3 separate regions of the Drosophila melanogaster genome follow, and regions 1 and 2 are each linked to region 3. A link is a contact called in public Hi-C data. All regions are on one chromosome and are shown on one strand. The core of a region is the stretch at or near the end of the contact, and the rest is flanking DNA. Distances in the headings are between cores, read along the strand shown.

What was found. A called contact is a pair of places that touch in the nucleus more often than the background predicts.
Region 1: a contact with region 3 is called in a Hi-C map of the Kc167 cell line, with 2.6 times the contacts expected there. The contact joins the promoter of DhpD here to the promoter of tacc in region 3. A contact is called at or near these places in 2 of 107 Hi-C or Micro-C datasets (the Kc167 cell line and embryo).
Region 2: a Hi-C map of the Kc167 cell line shows a contact between it and region 3, with 2.6 times the contacts expected there. The contact joins the promoter of asl here to the promoter of tacc in region 3. A contact is called at or near these places in 2 of 107 Hi-C or Micro-C datasets (the Kc167 cell line and larval brain).

The regions. Positions count from the first base shown.
Region 1 is chr3R:4,226,653-4,230,769 of dm6, forward strand. DhpD (Dihydropterin deaminase) reads right to left here and starts at 2,586. Exons shown (of 5, transcript NM_141182.3): 1 at 2,393-2,586; 2 at 2,076-2,336; 3 at 1,828-1,982; 4 at 1,496-1,769; 5 at 735-1,440. The coding sequence starts at 2,491. The coding sequence ends at 883. It overlaps aux (auxilin), which reads left to right. Exons shown (of 13, transcript NM_164317.3): 12 at 1-39; 13 at 99-866. The coding sequence ends at 209.
Region 2 is chr3R:5,605,041-5,609,089 of dm6, forward strand. It overlaps asl (asterless), which reads right to left and starts at 1,503. Exons shown (of 3, transcript NM_141300.2): 1 at 1,290-1,503; 2 at 1-1,233. The coding sequence starts at 1,406. Rga (Regena) reads right to left here. Exons shown (of 8, transcript NM_169080.3): 5 at 3,410-3,979; 6 at 2,913-3,117; 7 at 2,644-2,808; 8 at 2,235-2,552. The coding sequence ends at 2,333. It also overlaps asRNA:ASTR.
Region 3 is chr3R:4,746,848-4,751,542 of dm6, forward strand. tacc (transforming acidic coiled-coil protein) reads right to left here and starts at 2,209. Exons shown (of 10, transcript NM_169016.3): 1 at 1,944-2,209. The coding sequence starts at 2,036. atms (antimeros) reads left to right here and starts at 3,188. Exons shown (of 6, transcript NM_001275334.1): 1 at 3,188-3,207; 2 at 3,947-4,039; 3 at 4,102-4,229. It overlaps mir-9384 (mir-9384 stem loop), which reads right to left and starts at 1,876; the gene lies at 1,817-1,876. It overlaps CG44098, which reads right to left. Exons shown (of 5, transcript NM_169018.2): 5 at 3,562-4,695.

The DNA.
Region 1 (4,117 bases), core at 1,336-3,835, 520 kb before region 3:
GCATACCGTCGCGCCTGCCTAGCAGTGCATCCTGATAAGGTATGTGACAAGATGTATGCAAAAACTAGGTGGTTTATGTTAATGCAATCTATTTTTAGCATAATGGAACAGAGAATGAAGAGATTGCCAAGCTTATATTTATGGAACTAAACAACGCATGGACAGATTTTGAAAACGATGCCACGCAGCAAAATATGTTTAATGCGTAAAACGCGTCTTATATCTACATATATATATATCACAGTTAGCCCGTATTTTCGTACTCTTAGCTGAATCTAATGTAAATTCATGTAAAAGTGTGAGCTTTAATCTTTAAAGTTGAAGTATTGGCATATGTATGCGTATGCAATTTAGATAGCTCAAACAAACTTTAAAAATTATGAACGCCCGAGGACATTCTACTTAATTTGCGTAACAGAAAACCCGAATCCAACATTCCCATTGCATCCAACAACAGTCCGCCCAAAAATAACGTCGGAAAGTTAAGAACAAAGCCTTCAGACTTCGGCGACTACCCAATGATTTCACGCCTTATCCATCAAACAATAGAGATCAATTATTCGTGTATATTAATATACACTTTTTCGCTGTAATTAGATTAATTGCGGTATGCCCTTGACCGATTAGTCAATATATGATTATATGATTAATCTATAAAGTGATGGAAGCAAAAAGTATGGCATTTGTACATAGCTGTTCCGAATATAAAATGTAAAACTAGTAAAAAACCATTTGCTTTTACTTTTTAGCTGTGTACATAAATAAGCATATTAGAGGTTATCTAAATTCCGTTTCAGCATTTAATGTTTGCCACTATAAAAATAAATTCTCTATACGTTTCCTTGTGAAATGCCACTGTTAAAGGTAGAACTGCTCTGTGACTCATTGGTATCCCTGTTTAATACGCTTGCCGGCCACGAAAACTTCTACAATGTTGCGGTCACTGCCTGTGTAAATGAACTTCTCCACCAGCTCATCGACGCTCAGCCTCCGCAAGGGTTTATCGACGACGCTGACATCCACCAACAAAGCATCGAAATCCTTCCCTAGAGCAAAGTTTCCGGTCAAGTGATCGAGGGACAGCGCTTTGGCGCCACCCAAAGTGGCCAAGTAGAGCGCCTGCTTGTACTTCAACTGATGGTAATTGAAATCTTGTGTTTTGGACACACCCGTCCCGCGGATGTTCTGCTTCTTAAAAAAGTCTAAGTGTTTTGACACGTCCAATGCGCGGAGCAGAACGTCCTGAATCGAGACGGAGTTTCCCCCCGAAACGTCTGTGCCGAGACCTACGCTCACGCCGCCGCTCACCAGCCGTTGGACATCGCACAGACCGGAGCTTAGCATTGTGTTCGAAGTGGGACAGTGGGCTACCGAGCACCCCCGGACTTTAAGAAGTGCCACCTCGTCGTCCTCCAGATGCACGCCGTGAGCCAGTACAGTCTGTAAGGTAGTAAAGGTTAAGAAAGGACACATACTGGAACCTAAAAGAGTTAACCTTATTCGTTAGCAGTCCAGCCTCGTCGTATGCTCCGGCATAGCTGGTCTTAAATATCCCCTTTACCATCTCGATCTCTTCCAGGTTTTCGCTGATGTGACTCTGGATATGCAGGTCAAATCGCTTTGCTATATCGCCCAGACTCTTTAGCAGCTCCTTGCTGCAGCTAAGGGCAAAGCGGGGCGTAATCGTTGGCATCACCATCGGGCTGCCGAGCTTCCGCACGCCCTCCACGAAAGCCAGGGTTGCACTGACCGACTCTTCCGCAGTCTCCCTGTGCAGAGCAACAACATTGAGTTGACCAGACCAAATCCGTCACGCTCTGTACTTACACGTAAAACTCGGGGCTGTTGCAGTTGGAGCAGACCTTGCCTATCAGTGCCCGCTGGCCTTGACGCACCGCCTCCCGCGCCAAGGTCAGCGTTGACTCCAGATGGTTGGTGGCGAAATAGGACGCCAGAGTGGTTCCGCACCGCAGTGTTGCTTCCTGGGGTGTAATATTATCATTATCAGCTAATAAAAATAGACGGCCGGTGCGACCCATCGATAAGACGTTTGTGTGCTCCCAAGTACTACTTACGACCACACCCTGGTAGACCTGCTGGGCGTATTGGTGGTTGGAAAACTTCGCCTCCAGCGGGAAAGTGTATGTGTTCAACCAGTCCAGAAGAGGCATGTCTAGTCCCAGTCCCAGTTGCGCAAACTGCGGGGCGTGTATGTGGCAGTCGACGAAGCCCGGCATGAGGAACTGGTAGTCCGACAGGTGAACCTCGGTCAGACCCTTGGCGTGGGCCGGATTGCTGCTTGCCCACGCATGGTAGTCTTGTCCCACTCCTATTATCTGTGAGCGAAATTGTTCATTGCTCATTGTTTTGTTCTGGGCATTAAATTGCCTACCTTGCCAGCGTCGTCCACTGCCAGGAATCCTCCTTCAAAGGACTCAAACTCGCTGAACGACTTGGTGTGCACGACAGTTCCAAGAAACACGGTTGCCATTGCTCTGATTTACTATCAGCGGGCTTAAACGTGCTGTACGACAGACTTGAGAATGTAATGATCAAGATCCGCTGAACAAGTTTTAAAACTCTCGCCTAGGTGCACGCGTCGCCCTGCGAATGTGCGCATAATCATACGGGGATGACACTTACTTTTTATTTCAAGGTTTAAATCGCTGGAAAGATTATTCCCAATCGTTTGGTCGTTACTTTAAATATTATTACTTATTACTGTTTTAATAAGCGATCGCTTGCACACGTGTGATTTATCGGTAAAAACTACAAAACAAGCAATAATTAACTTCAAAATAGCTGTTGCAAAACCATTAATTGTAAAATTGTATATTGGAATGAATATTGAAAAAACATAGAATACATTAATCATATGTTTAGCTAAGACAAAACCCCCTTTCTGGAAGTAAAGAAGAGTAAGAGTGACGGGTAAAAGAAATATAGCCATTATATAATTTACAGTTAGTCTAAGATTTCATTAGAATAAACATATTTGCACTGCTCGCACCTGTACATATGTAACCTTTACCTACCCTGTAGTCCCACAATTCATCGCTATTAAAAAATATTACATCATCTCTCTCTTAAAATTTTAAAGCGATGCTAATGTTCTTAATCATAACGAGGAATAAGCGATGATTTTGAAAACAAATTCATCGCTTTTTAATTTCTAACCGAAGGTCTCAGTATGCGATTTTTTATTTAATTGCAAATTTAAATTTAAATTTTAAATTTGTAATGTACATAGAACATGTTTGCAGATCACTTGCCTATAGACTTTTGTGAGAAGTAGACGCGATTTTGAGTGCTTGTTTTAAAAAAAAATTGTAAATATTTTGGAATTTAATTCAATAATAATTACAGGTAATGGATTTATTTTACAATAAGCAACAAACACTACTCACAGAAACGATAATTTAAGGTAAATTGGTTTAACTCGTTTTTGTATACATAATTATACATTATTTTACCTTAAGGTAAATCGGACATGTGAACTGAAAAGAAGCTGGTCCTAACTCCGTAGGACAGGACGCCAAAGACTCTGGAATTTCACATACATATATATGTATTTGTATTCTTAAATTTAAATCCTATGCATAATTTAAATAAGTCTAATTAAGAAAATACATTTTTATTAATAAATGACTGAAATTTCACTTTTTCATTAAAATTGATAGAGGATTAAGTGAATAAAAAGAGGTGTAGAGAGATGAATTGAGCTATCATTTATAGCGCTTATGCGTGATTTTGATTTTGCGCTATGCGATGATTTCCTAGAACATAGGTTCAGGTCATGGTTTTTTTTTTTAATACAAATTAACCTGTGATTAATTTGATCGAGATTTTTAATGATCAGTAATGAGCTGATGAAATCTGAATGAATGGAATGCAGGGAGGTAGTCATAATCCCAATGTTAAGTTCCCCTATAAATACTGAAGAATGAACTTACATATGTACATGTGCATTGGTGTACTTTTTTTAATCCCAAATATCGTCCAAATCAAAGAAAAGCATTTATTAAAGGTAAAAACGAGTGACGAACGCACATCAACATACATATGTACAAAAGTTTTGATATAAGCTTTTGTGACGAAAATTTGTTCTTTTTTTCTT
Region 2 (4,049 bases), core at 253-2,752, 860 kb after region 3:
CTCCTGCTGCATTGCCTTCACTTTGTTTTCCAACCGCATTTTGCCTTCGTTTAGGGTTTCCAGCTGAACCAGGGATTGGTTCTCCTGGTCGCGCAGCACGCGCAGTTCCTGGTTGCGTTCCTCCAGGAGCTTCTCTAGGCGTCGCACTTCTTCCCGCTTGTTCTTCAGGTTGCCCAGAGCTCGATACAACTCCTGCTTAATGTGACCGACTCTGTCTAGAGGATTCAGCGGTGTGCTACCAACAAGGCGCGATCCACCCATTTGACTTAGCCGACTAGTAGGCGATTCGTCCGCCTGATGCTGTTGAATAACCGAATCTATCAGGTCAAGTTCCGTGGTGGTTTCGTTTAGGCGCTCATGGAGCGAAGCGACTGTTTGCTCCAAATAGGCAATGCGGGCTTTCAAGTCAACGATGCACTGTTGCTGCCGACGATTTTCAGCCTGCAAATCGGGTCTTGCACTTAGTTGGTTGCAGCGCATTTGGGCCTCATCCAAAGCTTGACTGAGCTCGTTAATCTTGGCAGCCTTATCTACGAGCATTGTTTCGTGACCAGACTGCAGAGCATTGTAGCGCGAGTTTATCTGATCCAACTCATTTTGCTTGCGATCAAGCTGATCCTTCATCTGACAGAGTTGCTGCTGCAAAAGATCGGACTGGGCTCGGTGCGCTTCCTCCATTTGCTTTAAACGTAGGTCGGCGTTCCGCTCCTCCCACTTCTGCTTACTGGCCTGCACCATGTCGTATTTGCTTTGGACGTCCGTAAGCAAGGTCTTGGCGGCCTCTAATTGACCAACTAATCGCGTGTTATCTTCTTCCAACTGCTTCTTTTCCGACCGCAGCTTGTCCAGATCGCTGTCCTTATTGGAGCACGTCTCTTTGGTCTCCACCAACAGCTCGTGAGTGTTCTGCTTCTCGCGAATGGCGCGGTCTAGCTCAGCCTGCATGATGGATAGGTGCTTTTGTAAGTCATCCAGTTTTTTGTGCGCAGCGTTGGCCACCTGGTTGACATTCTGCAGCTCATTATTCTTAGACTCCAGCAGGATCTGGAGGCGATGCATCTCGATCTCGTTGGCTCGCTGAGCATCGTCCTGCAGCGGTTTATGGTGCGGATGTGATGGGTAGTTGGGTAGAACTGGCGGCTGTTCCAGTTCCGACTGGTAATTCGTCGTCGAGTCGATTGTGTTCTCTTCATCGAGCAGATCGTCGAAGGCATTCACCATAATCCGTCCAAGCTTGCGTAGAATTGGAATCGGTGACATTGTTTACCAGGAATTCCCAGATCGCTTACCTCTTCCTCGCGTCGTTTCTGATCCTGCAGCGCCTCTTCCTCCTCCTGCCGGTCCAGTGTAGAATTTATGTTAAGGGCATCCGCCCCCTGAAAGAGGCTTATACCTGGCGTGTTCATATTCGGCTAAGGGGACGCCACAAGCATCAAATTCAAATAAATTCCGAGGCGCAGGCGCTATTTTCGTAGGCAACTCTAATTTTCTTCCTCTTGCTTCTGTTGACACTTTGACATTAACATAGTAACGCGTGCTGTTAAGTGCAGTAAGCGCTTCTGTAGCGAAAACATTGCGTTCACACTACATACAGTCTAGAAGGGAATTAGGTTTTTATTCTATACTTGTACATAAACTGTAATTGTTAAATTTAAAAATAAATATTTTCCCAAAAAGTTGCCGATATGTCGAAAAGATTGTGGCCCCGACAATAGACCTGCCAGGCATACACAAGCTTGAAGATGATATTGTATGTATGTATTATCATGCCAACTATGGTTCCGTCGTATCATTGATAGGGGGAGCTGTTGTGCATTGCAGAATGCAGTAGATTTGCTATTGGAATATACATACATATGTATGTCGTGTTAGTCCAGATGACAGGTATGTATTTTCAGACACGGCCAGTAATTTTTTATAGGATCACTTTATAGAAAGAATTTCTTCTACCTTTCAAATACATTTCAACGAATCGAAAAAATATAACTTGCTTTTTAATTTAATGGGAGTCCGCTCATTTCATAATATCGAACAGCTAAAAAATGTTACATTTCAAAGATATTCTAAAAATATGAATACCAACTAGACTCCAGCAGGATAAAAATAAATCGCTTTAAATTGTTAACCGGCAATTTGTACCAGAATTTGCACATACATACATATGCATATATGTATGTATATATATCCTAACACCGTTTTAGAAGAAAAACTCAAATGGATTGTTTTTAATTTTTATAATAAAACTTATTATTCAGTTAGTGTTGAGTGTCCTTGTTGCAATGCAAAAACAACAGCATACTTTCTTTTTCAATTTTTTTCATTTTTATTAATTTTATACAGACTGTCCATTCATAAACGCACTTATATTGGGACATTTATCTAATTTCTCGGGATCTATTTGGAAAACCTTGGACAAACGTTTCCAACTTTGCGCATCAAAGTAGTAGAAGGTGCCGCGCTCTTTTGTACCATTTTTTTCATATTGATCAATGCCAGGAATTCGAGTTATCCATATTTTCTCCTCCACGTGGTATCGCCACTCGCGACTATGCCTGCGATGGGAGCAGAATTTTAGTATATATGTATGTTCTATATATGTTCATACGAAGCTTAGATAATAGCTACGCAAGAGGAAGTACTCACAATTCAGCAGCTGCCATCAATTGCATCATATCGCCGATGTTCGTGTAAAAAAGGAAAAAGAGCAGGTCTTCTTGCAGCTTTTTCAGTACCGGCGCTGTTAGTTTGTCTCTTATCGCAAAGTTAATCAGATATTCGGGTGGCACGTTGAACTCAACGTCTTGTGCTCTGAAAAAAGTAAATGCAAATCCAATGTTACTAATTTGGTACACCTCTTACTCAATAGTACTCAATAAGCAATTAAATTATGTAAGTTTATTATGTAAACTGACCTGCAGGGCTGTGCTACGAAGGGGCCAGCGAAGGTTGTATGCAAGCTCTCCTGCGAGTTCAGGTTCAGGCCTAAACCCGTGAGATCCGTACCCAAGGAGAGCGTCACCAGATTGGGATCCGTTTCTGCAGCCCGAATGAACGTCAGCAGGCCAACCATGCCGAACTGGTTGTTCACCATGGTCGCTGGTATGTTTGTGACCTTCCCTATTTATGCAAAACGAACGAAAGGTAAATTTGTTACATTTTTAAATAAATAAAATATTTCATGGTACTATTATTTCTGGATAAAATGGGTCAAGGATAGTATAGCTGTTGGGCTTTTGTGATGTACACCGAAATCACCGAATTATAATATGAAACAAATAATAATAGAAACCAAGAAATCCATTGATTAAATGGTATCAATCATCCATAGAGTGTTCAATTCAAAGCTCCAAATGATCAAAAGGTCAAAAATAGCTCTCTCACATGTTGTGAGAAGTGTTCCAGCACTCACCATCTGGCGAAGTTTGCACGCCGCTCTTTACAAGTTTATCGTTGCTGGAATTATCGTTCAGATGCTCGCCGCCCGCTCCGCTCCCAGACGAGCCGCTTCCACTCCCCAGGCCGCCGCCTACGCCCATCATGGCATTGCTGTTGGGTACGCTGTTGACGCCGCCAATGCCGCTGTTACTGCCCACCAGTCCTACATGGGACCCGCCGACAACGCCGCTGGCTGCATTGCCGCCGACTCCTCCGCCTCCTGAGCTACCAGCTCCTCCGCCGCCGCCTACTGCCAAGCCCCCTATACCACTGCCAACGGCACCGAGACCATTGCCGCCTACAACGCCGACGTTGGAACCGCTGCTGCCGCTCGCTGATCCGCTGACCACTATCGAATTCATCGGCTTTTCCGTGCCGTCCAAGTGGTTCTCTGTGGACGCACCTCCGGAGCCTCCTGTTCCGGCGACGCTCCCCACCGCGTTCGTTGTGCCGTCCGAGTTTTGGGTGCCCGGTAACGCAGGGAAGTCCTCGTTAGACATCGTGAACTCCGATTGCTCTGACGTCGGTTGCTTCACCATGCCAACTGAAATCAGAAGAGGAGCGAGATGGTCGCCCAGGGCGAATGAGTGAAGCGAAGAAATTAGTACTAAAGC
Region 3 (4,695 bases), core at 959-3,458:
AAATTAAATCAAAACAACAGAGAACTCAGTCGTTTTTCTCGACTACCCATTACTCAGCTTTTGGAGCTACGAGAAATATACCCTTCAAAGATTTTATTAGCATATAAATAATATAAGTCTTAGTGGCCAGATAGACTTGGCTGGTGATTCTGAAGATGAAATCTTATCCTTTCTATGGTTGGAATAGTTACCCTTTTCTATTTCGAGAAAATATATTGGGTTTTATGAAGCTAGAGGGCAACACACACTTGATCCATTTAAACACACTTCTCTTAGATATATGAAATACATTTTGGAAACGGTCGAGGTCGTGGGCAACATTTATAAAATAATAATGTCAAAAGAGCGGGCTCAAGTTGACAACCTTTTTGACTGAACTGCAGTGAAAAACTGAAAAACTATACAGGCCTCAGACGAAATTCAGACTGAAAGGCAGCAGTGAAAGTGCAAGACACCGCAAATAAGTCGAAACACTTAAAGAAGGGGATAAATAAATGGGATACGAGAATACGGCGACCGCCGACTGCTTATATTGTCTTCGCAAATCAACTGGAGGAACTTGGTGCAAATTCAACGCTTTGATGACAGAATTATTTTGCACATTTTCCATAGGATTTTTGGAGAACAGTCTTATTTGCAAAATGCTTTCTCTTAAAGATATACCAGTAGAGGCAAGTAGAGTGCTCTAAAATAATAAATATGTTGATTTGGCTCATCACATTGTTTCAAGTGTAGAGGCCTGGTGGGTCCCAGATGACATGCAATCCCACAGCCATTGTTGCGCATCATGGCGCACTATCTGCAAGCTCCACATTGCCCAACGGCTGACTTTGCATGTTTGGCGAGAAAATGTAAGCAATGAAACGGAATCCCACACGATGGGCCTTGACGAGGGGGGAATAGTTAGATGTTGGCTCTAGCGTTATCCAAGCAGCGCGCGACAGGTGACAAGATATCACACGGTTCCCGGCTCAGGGTGAATTTAAAACCAATGTAGTTTGTTGAAGCATATAAGCCTTGAGTGGAATCCAAATAGTGGCCACAAATGAGTATACTGATTTCAGAAAACACAATAAATACAATAGAATAGAATACAAGTGGAATTTGAACCTTAAGCTGCAATTCGAATATCCAATAGAACTCAGGAAAATAAAAGAAAACAAATATTGAGGAAGAGCCAACTATAAACTGATCTAAAAATAGGCAAATGTGGAAAGGGGTGGAAACCATCTGTAGATCCTTTATAATGAGCATTTTTGTTGGCAAAAGGGAAGATGGAGTTAAATGACATTTAGTCAAACTTAAATCCTCAGATGGGCGTTTTTTGGACTGTAAACCGCATTAGGCACTGACATTTTGCAGCCGTTAGCCGCCAACTGATTTATTGGCATAATAGCGATACACACTAGCATTTTTAAATGGAAAGTGCACCATCTGGAGAGTGGAAATTTCAAGAGACAAATATATAGAAGGAAGAATAAGTAACTTTTGATTTTCCCTTGGCATACCCGATTCCCTCGTCCGTCGTCCGCCTTTATGGTAATTTTCCCGGACAAGGCCCTCGGTTTCCGTGTCTTGCCCGGCTTATTGCCCATTCTCCTATGGCTATGGCAGATCGGGGAAACTGGTCACCTGGGATGGACAATGTCCGGCGGACACCGATCAACTAGAGAACTCTCGTTCGCGACAGCTGCCTCAGAGCTAATAGGAACAGCGAATAATGGAAATTTATATGTACATATGTATTTACGATGAACAATTGCGAATAAAGAAAATAGCAGAACAGCCTGCGACGCAGCATACCCACACATATGTACAAAGTACATAACCGAACACACACATATGTACCTGTAGACGTGTGAGTTGAATTATGCCTCTGCCGAAAGTGGCTGCATTGGTACATCGCGGACGGAGCACGCCTCCAAGTCCAGCTATTAACTTACCTTAATGCCGCCATCGTTTTTGTTGATCTCCCGCAGAACGCCGCGACCACCAAATCCCATTCCTAGGCCATTTTCTGCGTCGTCGAATTCCATGGCATATGTGTATCCCGGCAGGCAGCGCTCTTCTACAGGCCGATGACACAGTTAAGCTATACGTTTTCGGATAAAACTCTTATTTATCGCAATATGAAATTGGTGACGCGAATTTCCAACGTTGCTTTGGCGAAAATGCCGCTACAATTTGAAGAAGCATAAGTGACAGTGTGGCCAAATTGCCAGCAGGGAAAAAATACCAGAGGGCAAATGTTACCTAGCATGTTATTAATAACATTATTTAATTGCACTTACACAATATTTCGATCTATGAATGGTTAAATAAAATCCAAGTTTTTCTTTATTTTTTTTTTCAACGAATTTTCAAGTAAATGAAAGTCGGTCAAAATAAAGAATTGGAATTAAAAAGGGAACAGTAGCTTTGGTATTATTACCATAATCACTTTTGTCACCGAGAATATAATGTTTGCTACCTACTTATGTAGATATACACAGTATTATAATACTGCATTTTATATTTCTAGCACACGATACTTGAAGAGTACAAGTCAAAAGTTTAAAGTATAACACAGGTAGATCGCATATAAAAGTTTTCAAGTACATTATTGTGCCAAAAAAAATTTTACATTTGACACAGTTAATACGCTTTTTTAAACAAACATTTGACACGCTGCAGTAAAATATTGATATTGGATATGTTGTATTGAAGTAGTGACGACTGCTCAATTTTTTTATGTAGTGAAATGTAAAATCATCTTTTATCACAATAAAGTTAAGATGTGTTGTTGTTTGATATTATTTTTATAAAGAATAACTTATAGGAATATATTTCGGAAAGTGACCTTATATAACAACGATTTATATGCATCGTATTGTACATATTTTCGGAGTCTGCCGTATTATTAGCGCAGAAAGTCCAAATATTTAATATTAAAGTATAAAACTAGGCACTTCATTCTCTTAAATCCATAAACGAGAGCACTTCTACTCGACGATTATGTTTCTCTTTATTAGGGCTGGCAACACCGTCACCCTATTTTGTTGCCTTCTGAGAATTGTAATGCAACCGCGTAACTCAACGACTCAACCGTTCGGGATTCCGAAAAGTTATATATTTGGAAATTTAACTAATAGTGAACAAGTATTTATTTATTCTTAACCAGGATCGGTCCGTCCATGTCCGTATGAACTTCGAGATCTCAGGAACTATGTATGTACATTAGTACGCATGTATAAGAGCTAGAAAGTTGAGATTGGCCATGAAGGTTCCAAACTTCGGTCCTATCGATTTGCCAGAACACTTCTTGCCACGCCCACAAACTGCCAAAGATTGCTATGCCCACACTTTTAGGAAATGTTTTTGATTTTCTTATTGGTTTTGTAAATTTGTACCGATTTACCAACAAAAGCAACGCCCCTTCTGACGCCCACAAACCGCCCACACTTCTACAAATTTAAAACTTCTTTTTGTTTTAATATATATTTTTTTTCAATTTCTATCGATATAACAGATATCCCTCGTTAATTAAACAAAAAACAAACAACGATAAAAAATAAATCAATTCGTTTTTATGATGATGCTTTATTAGAAAAATATTGCTCTTTTGCCATGTATAACACTTCCTTTTATGTAGTAACCAATATATGATAACATTCAACAAGTTGCTAAGCGTATTCACTAGGTGATGCAACTTTAAAAATATTATGTATTGTAATTTATGCCTTGTGTATTTATGTAGAGCCTGAAAACTACTAATTGTTTTATTTTAAATTAGCTTGGTAATTGATAATTACAATACGTAACGAATGTAAATTATTCAATGTGTAGGTTAATATTATTGTTGTTCTAATCAATTAGTATTATTAGATTAAGGTAATTAATAAAAGTTGTCCATAATATATAATTATTGTGTAACTACTCGTATGTCTTTTCATGAAATTCTCTCCAGGTGTTTACAACACAATCACTTAATGTGGAACCACAGGCCTTTAGAAGGATCACCATTTAAAGATGGTTTGTCTGTGCAGTGAGGTTCGATTCGGTACGTTTTTGATTTGGTTCAATAGTGACTGCTTAATACTGGGCTTTCTCCTTTTTCTCAAGGTGTGCTCCACATCTGACTTACTTTCTTATGAGACTACTAATTATGGCTGCGCTGAAGCTTATCCCAGACTTGAATGATTTAAGGTCTTCTGAGGATAGCCTAAATAAACTAATCCCTAAAATTAAAGGTAATGGAAAATATATGTATGGGTTTGGGTTTTGTCGGCGAGCTTATTTATCCATTTAAAATAATTTGCTCGAGGATTCTATTCCACAGCTTTAGCTTAAGTGTTGCCTAAGGTAATTTTGTTTTCAAGTGCGCGAGACTTTCTCACTTGAGCACTCCGATTTAGGTTGAAGTTGATGTACGTACTACAAAAGTGTGCGAAAATTCTAGTAATATATTGACTCTTCCTCTTAAAAAGGATAGCTAATGTGTCTTACAATAAGTGCGCCCATAAACTTATAAAGCGGGCGCATAGTATATACCGCTAACAAATTGTATAGACTATAGTTTACAAGTCACAGCACCACCAAAGTGAACCAGATCGCGGCCATAGCTGTGAATCTAGCAATATCTTAACTTTTTGAACATCTGCTTCTTTCCCTCAGCATATGATTTATTATCATAGAGGCTCCACTCCTGGGCTATAG